Linked DNA regions of Zea mays: regions 1 and 2 are each linked to region 3. The links are chromatin contacts, called in public Hi-C maps. All regions are on one chromosome and are shown on one strand. Each heading gives the region's core, a stretch centred on a gene start, on an enhancer-like site or on the middle of the called end of the contact. The rest is flanking DNA. Distances are from core to core; before and after follow the strand shown.

The links. A called contact is a pair of places that touch in the nucleus more often than the background predicts.
Region 1: a contact with region 3 is called in a Hi-C map of leaf, with 7 times the contacts expected there. The contact joins the promoter of LOC100216946 here to the promoter of LOC103635295 in region 3. A contact is called at or near these places in 3 of 25 Hi-C or Micro-C datasets (ear, leaf and leaf mesophyll).
Region 2: a Hi-C map of tassel shows a contact between it and region 3, with 6 times the contacts expected there. The contact joins the promoter of LOC103635300 here to the promoter of LOC103635295 in region 3. A contact is called at or near these places in 3 of 25 Hi-C or Micro-C datasets (bundle sheath, ear and tassel).

The regions. Positions count from the first base shown.
Region 1 is chr8:67,002,652-67,005,351 of Zm-B73-REFERENCE-NAM-5.0, forward strand. It overlaps LOC100216946 (guanine nucleotide-binding protein beta subunit-like protein), which reads left to right and starts at 1,305. Exons shown (of 2, transcript NM_001143328.1): 1 at 1,305-2,249. The coding sequence starts at 1,359.
Region 2 is chr8:67,033,227-67,035,926 of Zm-B73-REFERENCE-NAM-5.0, forward strand. It overlaps LOC103635300, which reads left to right and starts at 1,448. Exons shown (of 5, transcript XM_008657789.3): 1 at 1,448-2,196; 2 at 2,348-2,429.
Region 3 is chr8:66,368,284-66,370,983 of Zm-B73-REFERENCE-NAM-5.0, forward strand. It overlaps LOC103635295, which reads right to left and starts at 1,253. Exons shown (of 5, transcript XM_008657787.4): 1 at 490-1,253; 2 at 297-361; 3 at 1-57. The coding sequence starts at 652.

The sequences.
Region 1 (2,700 bases), core at 55-2,554, 630 kb after region 3:
AAAAAGGGCTGCAGTGAAATGCTCCAATTGCCACACTTATGGTCACAATGTTAAGGGATGTGGAGTGCCACTTAGGGCTGATTGGGAGCCTAGGAAGGGAGCTAAGTACACGAGGGTTTGTGACTCACTATTTATTTTGCATTTTCCATGGTAAAGGTATCAACTCACATAGCTATATTTCTATATTTTAGGCCTCAATTGGTGTTCCTACTTCATCTCAACCAAACCCGTCAACATTTGAAGGTTCAAGCCAATACAATTTGGCTCCATTTGAAGGCCAAAACTACATGAACAATGATGAAGTCAATGGAGTCTGTCAGAACATCGAAGGAGGACCTGGAATTAGGCCACAAAAGTTGTTCTCAATAAGGAAAAGGAATGATTAACTGTGATATGTGCCTTGTTAATGTAAACTGTGACTATTGCGCCTTGTTACTGCAAAATATGATTCTGAAATGATTTTTATTGGGTCACTACATTATGTGTTGGATGTGTTGGATGGAGCGCTTGGTTTTTATTTGGTAATTGCATTCTGAAACGATTTTTATTAGCCCTGCTGTATGAGCTGGATAGAGCGCTCGGTTCCCATGAGCTCATGCGGGTTGTTGGAGCGCCTACTTACAAGTTACAATGTGTTCTGCAGCATAGCTGGTTGCGTATGCACAAGCAGACTAGCCGCGTGCAGCATGCCCTTCACTCCTGTTCCATTTCCACCTGTTGCTGTGCCGTCTTGGCTTTTCAGCAGCCCTGGCATTTGACTGTTAGTGCTAGCTACTAGTTTCTTCACTCGCCTTACAAAGTTACAAGTGACCTCAGCAAAGTGTTACTAGTAGTTTAGTTTCTAGAAAAGCTTGTTCTCTTGTTGTTGGATGATTGATGATAATTTGATAAGGTCGTACCTTCTGGCTTCAGATTTTCTTCATGGCATATTGTATGAGCTGGATGGAGCGCTCGGTTTTGGCTAAGCTAACCAAGCCAAGGAGCCAAGCCGATTAGTGTTTTAAGGATGGAGCCAAACGTGTTTGCTATAAGATTAGACCACCTAATTTGGAAGGAGGAGTTTGACAGAATATAAGTTGTGGGTATTTGAAAACACCCCAAACTTGTAAGTGGATTTATGCAGTTTTCCTTTGCCTTAATGATCATCCACCACAGTACCACACCCCCGCTATCCTATTCAACGGTTCTGATCTTCCACCCACCATTCTAGCGCAGATCGCCAGACCCGCAAAACCCTAGCCCCCACCTTCTCCCAACTATAAAGGCCTGGTCTCCCGCTTTGCCCCATTTCCCTCGCCATCCTACGCCTCGCGCCGCCGCCACAGCAACCCTTGCAGCCCCAATCCCCCACGGCGACCATGGCCGGCGCGCAGGAGTCCCTCTCCCTGGTGGGCACGATGCGCGGCCATAACGGCGAGGTGACGGCGATCGCGACCCCGATCGACAACTCGCCTTTCATCGTCTCCTCCTCCCGGGACAAGTCCGTGCTGGTGTGGGACCTGACCAACCCGGTCCACTCCACCCCGGAATCCGGCGTCACCGCCGACTACGGCGTCCCCTTCCGCCGCCTCACCGGCCACTCCCACTTCGTCCAGGACGTCGTCCTTAGTTCCGACGGCCAGTTCGCACTCTCTGGCTCCTGGGACGGCGAGCTCCGCCTTTGGGACCTCTCCACCGGCCTCACCACCCGCCGCTTCGTCGGCCACGAGAAGGACGTCATCTCCGTCGCCTTCTCCGTCGACAACCGCCAGATCGTCTCCGCGTCCCGCGACAAGACCATCAAGCTCTGGAACACTCTCGGCGAGTGCAAGTACACCATCGGCGGCGACCTCGGCGGCGGCGAGGGCCACAACGGGTGGGTCTCCTGCGTTAGGTTCTCCCCAAACACCTTCCAGCCCACCATTGTCTCCGGATCCTGGGACCGCACCGTCAAGGTCTGGAACCTTACCAACTGCAAGCTGCGCTGCACTCTGGATGGGCACGGTGGCTATGTTAACGCCGTCGCTGTGAGCCCCGACGGGTCGCTGTGCGCCTCCGGCGGGAAGGACGGTGTTACTCTGCTGTGGGATTTGGCTGAGGGGAAGAGGCTGTACTCGCTGGACGCGGGCTCCATCATCCACTCTCTCTGCTTCTCACCCAACCGCTACTGGCTCTGCGCTGCGACGCAGGACTCTGTCAAGATCTGGGACCTCGAGTCGAAGCACGTTGTGCAGGACCTCAAGCCCGACATCCAGGTCTCCAAGAACCAGGTTCGTCTCTGCCCTTAACCTGCGTTTAGCATGCCAGAAATCGTGTAGGTTAGGATCTGTAGCTACTTGTACATGAGTTGTGCTGCCTTATTGAGGAATTAGTCCGTTAATCCACTTATATGGTATGTATACATATATATCCAACTTCAACAAATGTCCAGTTCTCTGCAGAACTGTTAGGGTGCTGAATCTTTAGTGCTAATGCATATAAGAATATATTTTGGTTAAAAGATGATTTGTGTGCTGTGTCATAGTTTTGTATCACTTTAATTGTTCTATCAATTTTCCACTTGTTTTACATATGCTCTTGTTATTGTTTTTACCCAGTATTACACCATGAGTGTTAGTGAATTACATCATCTGAGTTTGTAACTTTATATCCTCACCCAGTCCATTGTTTGTTATCAGCATTATATCTTACCTAGTCTGTGGGTGTTCTAGATATGCATGG
Region 2 (2,700 bases), core at 198-2,697, 670 kb after region 3:
AGGATCTCTTTTTGCTTCTGGAGGTTGCGGTTCTTTATGCGCAAGGCGCGCAGTTGTAGCTGTTCTTCTGCCGAAACGCCGATGACTTCGCCGTCCTCGGTGGCGTCCGCGCCCTCTGGTGGAGCGAAGCCTGGGGGAAGTTGTGGTTGTCCTCCAGAGCTGCAGGTGTGGAGACTGCCTTCGGGAGTGGGTTGCTCGTTGCGCTGCCTCTTGCTGAGTGCGTCGTCTTCGCAGGCCTCTTGGTGGGTGGTGTCGACAAGGGCATTGCCCTTTTTCTCGGCCAGCAGCGCTGCCTTCGCAGCCTTCGAGGTAGCTCTCTTGGGTGCCATCGCGGGTGGTTTTTTCGTAGCACGAACGGTGGGCGCCAAATGTTGGAACTTACTCTCCCGAGCAAGTTGATCCAACAGGGGAGTGAGAGCAACGTAAACAAGGTTTCGATTCGAGATGACAAAAGCTCTGTTAATCTAGCCTCTCAAGGGCACTGTGCGGGGGTATTTATAGGTATCTGAGTGCCCAGCGTCCTGAGTTAAGGACGCATGTGCCCTCAGGCGCCTAGGTTATCCCCGGAATATTCCTATAAAGCAGGGTTACAGACTGTAATTACAGGGAGACCTTTACAAATTAGGCCCGTAATCCGCGGCGGCCACGCATGGCCTGTTACAATGGGCCGGATCACACGTGGGCCTCCATGTTGGACGAGGCCGCGAGATGAGACGACATCGTCACAGGTCTTCGTCCAGCGACGCGTGGGACGAAGGGTAAGTCTGCCAGTCATTTTGTCTCCGTTGGCGCAGCGAGGTTGGCGAAGTCATCGAGCGAAGGGTAACGTCTTCGCCTTCGCCCCAACAAGCATATGGTTTTGTTGGTTTTGAGAGTTCGAGGACCGAAATGATATAACTTGCTATGTTTGGAAATGTTGATGCATTTTACTCTAGAGATTATCTAAATAGCTAAATACTTCTACTTAGAACAGTGCTAGTTTATACCACATAGTAGTACTAATAAAGTCTAAAAAAGTTTTCTTTTATATATTGACCTTAATAAACTAAAAGTCGATCTCCTTTGGAACAAAGGAAAAAAGTGTAAATTTTTTGAAGGATTGAGATCCTATAAGAAGTTTTTTTCTATGCGGTCTTTTAGAACAAATGATTGGGTTGCTATAAATCATATAAATTTTATATGCAATGGGTCATTATAGTGAGATTTTAGAGGATTTTTTAACATTAGGTTCAATCTTTTGAAAACTTTCCTATAAAATTTTATATAAGATGTGTCACACAACGTTATTTCTACATTTTTTCTATCCCTGTATTTTACTAATCCTTCGTTCTAAAGGGAGGCATAACATTGGTTCACTCACAATTCCTGCCTTTTTTCTTTTCGAAAAGAAAGCAATCTCCCTGTTTTTCACTAGGCAAGAGGCAACGCGTCGCGTGCTACCGGCAAATCCACGCAACCTCTGATTTTCGCCGTCGCGTAGGTCGTCAACTCTCTGTCGCGGCATGCCGAAATGTGGCAGCCGAGCCCACGGCTGACGGGCCCCACCCACTCCCTGTGGAGGCGAGAGAGCGTCGTCGAGGCAGCTCGATCTGCCGTCCGTTCCACTATACGGGCGGGCAACAGGGGGGACCCCTTCCCGCGTCCGCCCGCCCGCTGAGATATTTTCCGTCACCGATCGGCCGTACGCTCCCCATCCGACGACTCCGCTGCCGCCGGCGCAACCGACGGCGGCCTTTTGAAGACGTGGCCCAGGCGGGTTGGGTTCGCTTTTCCCTGTTCCTCCCATCCCTCCCTGATCTCTCCCATCCCCTTCTCCTGGGCTGGCTGGCCAGTGACGGACCAGCCCTCTCCCACCTCGCACGCCCCTGTGGCTCCTGACCTTCCCACCACCGGAGTTAATGCCGCCTGGCCTGGCCGTCTCGCTGGCGCGGCGTGGGACGTGGTAGCAGTACCGCGCGTCGCGGTTGGGCCAATGGGACGGGCGTAAGTGCGTAAGCGAGGACGCGAGGTGAGGTGTGGAGATTGAGGGGTGGGAGCTGTTGTGGCGCGTGTCTCCCTGTCGCCCGCAGCTTCTTTTTATTCCTCCCGTCCGGTTCCGTTCCGGGGAATTGATTCTGGGGAGCCGGCGCGGCCGCGGCTGCTTTGATCCCTTGCCGCCTGCCTGGCCTGGGCTCTCGTACCGCAACCGCAATTTGGGTGAGTCCACGCTTACCTGCTCCTGCCATTCGGGCTGTTTCTTCCCGCGGTTTGGGAGCGAGAGCTGCGTGGGAACCTTGGCTCTTGGTTTCTCGCTGTTCCTTTTTCCGTGCTTTTATGTGGAGTGGAGGTAATTCTCATTGTTTCGCAGCGGCGTGCGTGTTCCTTGCCTAGATTGGCGTGATCCAGCTCTGCTCCAACCGTAGAAGTGCGCGCACTTGCTGCTAGCTAAGGTAAAATCTATGTTTCATCTTTTGCTTGTTCATGAGTTGCTACTAGATCAATTTTTTCCCTTTTTTCTCAAGAGTCTGAATCGCAAGGTCATGCCATGCGCATGCACCAAGCAGGAGTAACGACTCCTTTTGTGATGGAAAACTTCCTATTAGGTTCCACGCCTACCCATATACACCCCCAAACTTTGCTAATTCTAGTGAAATCTCCAGGAAGCGCCCTTGTGTCTAAACAACTCCTGATGGAACTTCTGAGTTCTGACCCTTACCTGTA
Region 3 (2,700 bases), core at 3-2,502:
GTAGTGACTGGTGCCGTTGCATTCAGTTCTGCTTCTTGAGTAATCTGCAGAATCAATCTGAAGGGGAAAAAACATGAAAGAGTTTAGAGCTATTGGGGAACAAAACGAACGGTAAAATGTCTCGGGGGGCAGGAGAATTTGGCACTTCAGCCATAGATTGTTGCAGAAACCAGAGGTCCCAAGATATCATGGCGAGTTCATCACAAATTCAAAAACAGAAATTCGAAGGAAGAGTGCCGTTTCACCACCAAAACATCTAAGACGAAGAAAAATAAAACGGGGTGAGTGTGCCGTACCAGAAGGGGCCTCGTCTTGTCGCCGCCGGCCAGCGGTCTCCCAGGAGAGAACTTGTGCGCGCGCACTGAAACACCGGAGACGAAAGCTTACGAAAAGCGGCGGATTCGCATAGTTGCACGAACCACGAAGGGGGGGAAGGGGATTGTTTGCGCGGAGAAAGGACAACGCAGTACCGTCGCGATCTCAACTCACCTGGGGGCAGCAGCTTGCTCTTCTTGGAGGACGAGGAGAAGAGCTTCCTCTTGGCGAACATCTGGAACAGCGCCGCCACGCGCGACGGCGCCGGCTTCTGCCGCTCGGTGATCGCCAGGCCGCCGCCGCCGCCGCTGGGCGCGGAGGCGGTGCCGCTCTTCATGTCCCCGCGCCACGACCAAAAAGAGAAACTAAAAACTCAATTCTCCCCAAGCCTTGTGCTGCAATGCGTCTCCTCTAGAACCTCGGATGTCTCACTCCCTTACAGACGTCGAAATAATAAATGCAAACAAGCAAAAAAAGATGCTGAACAGACGCTGCAGGTTTCTCTCTCCTCTTGACTTGTTGAGGCATTTATCGCCACCTCCAGTTCTCGACTTGCTGCATGCATCTTGAGAATGAGGGGATCAGTAAATGCCCAAAAGTCCATGCCAGCACCTCCCCACCCCCCATGAACAATCATGGACAGATGCTAGAGAACAAAAGAGAAGCAAAGCCGCTGCTGTGACTCTTGTTCAAGATATGACTACTGGACTGTAACTCCTCTTGAACTCGTCTTATAAACTAAAACTGGGAGGGACTACCAGCAAAAGCAAACGCTCTTTGCAGAGTTGGAGTGATCGAGAGCAAGATAGCAGATTATTTATTTATTCAACTGCTGGAGCCTGGTGAGTGGTGAGTGGAGAACGGAGAGGAGAGGAGGGGGTTGCGAGAAAAGGAAGGGACGACTTGAGGGGGGTCCCGGTGTCTGTTGCAGATATGAAGCGACGTCTCTAAAGGCTATCTCTACTCCCTATAGCAGTAGCAGCTCGACACAGCCAAGACTGTTCTTGTCTGTTTCTTCTCTGCGTGTCACGCGTAGGCTTTACTACCTGAATAGCTCTGTCAGCGGCGACCTTTCTGTGCTGCCGTCTCTCGTTTTCTGCTCCTTTTGCCTGGGCCCCTGGTCTGAACTGTAATACTGATCGAAACATTGTCATATGTAATTCAGATTCAGAGTTTTTTTTTTAAAAAAAGGCAGAGCTTCGCTTAGGTTGAAGTTGAAGCTGAGCGAAAAGTTACACCATCTTTTACCGAAACTTGAGTAGAATCTAAGGGAGAAAGACAAGTAGCTCCGTTCTGCTACCATATATAGTAGTAGTAAACCATACTAGGTGCTCAAGGCACATACGGCGATGGCGCATCTACCTACCTGTGGTTGTTGTTGGATGTCTAGGTAACCGAAGAGTGAGGTCAAAGCAAAGCGAAGGCGGCTGGTTGGTGCTGACGCATACGGAGTGCTATGTTCTTCAGACGGCTACTAGTTTCTTGCGGCGGCAAATTGAAATGGAGTGTACGTCCTTGTTGAGACGGCTAGCCTTGAGTGCTGAACCCACGAAATGGAGTAAGCACGTTCTTGCAGGCGTCCAGACATATATGTTACAGGTCTCCCGGTCAAATGAGGCCTCGTATTATCAGCTTGTTCGCTGCGGCTTGCTGCGGCTGCAATCCGGCTGCGGCTGCGGCTTCTACAGTATTTTTCTCTCTATGGATTGCAGCTGCAGCAATCCAAACAGCTGCAACAGTGTCGGCTTGTAGCCAGCCGAACACGCCCTATATATACAATGTTTGTTTCGTCGGACATTCTTGGACGCAGCGTTGACTAGCAGAAATTTAGAGGCACGGCAACAAGGATTAGCGTTATTGTATATACAAACTGCCGCGCTGTCTCTGTCTGGCACGGCAGCTGCTTTGGGGTGCGTTGATATCATCTTTCAGTCAAGTTCTCAGGACATCTACGCCAGAGGATCGTCTGCAAGAGTCTCGAGTTTAACGTACAAATACAACACCCCCTCCCCCCACCCACCTCCAAAAAACCAGACCGTACAGTCTTGTATTTGTTCAAGGTCAATTATAAGGCCAATTATAAATACTACTTTCTCTATCAAAAAAGACATATTTTTTCGGAAGAGTATTTAAAGTGAAACTTTGACCATTAGTTTTTTTTAAAAATATGATATCAACGAATGCAAATTAAACATCATACTAAAGTATTTTTAAATATAAATTTAAATATATAACATGCCTACTCTAAAAACATATATTTTTTTTTTTGCTAAATTGTTGATCAAAGTTTTAAAACGTTGACTTTTTCTAAAAATATGTGCATCTTATTTTCTAAGATAGAGGGAGTATTATGTTGCATAACTGATCGAACTTAAATATGATCCA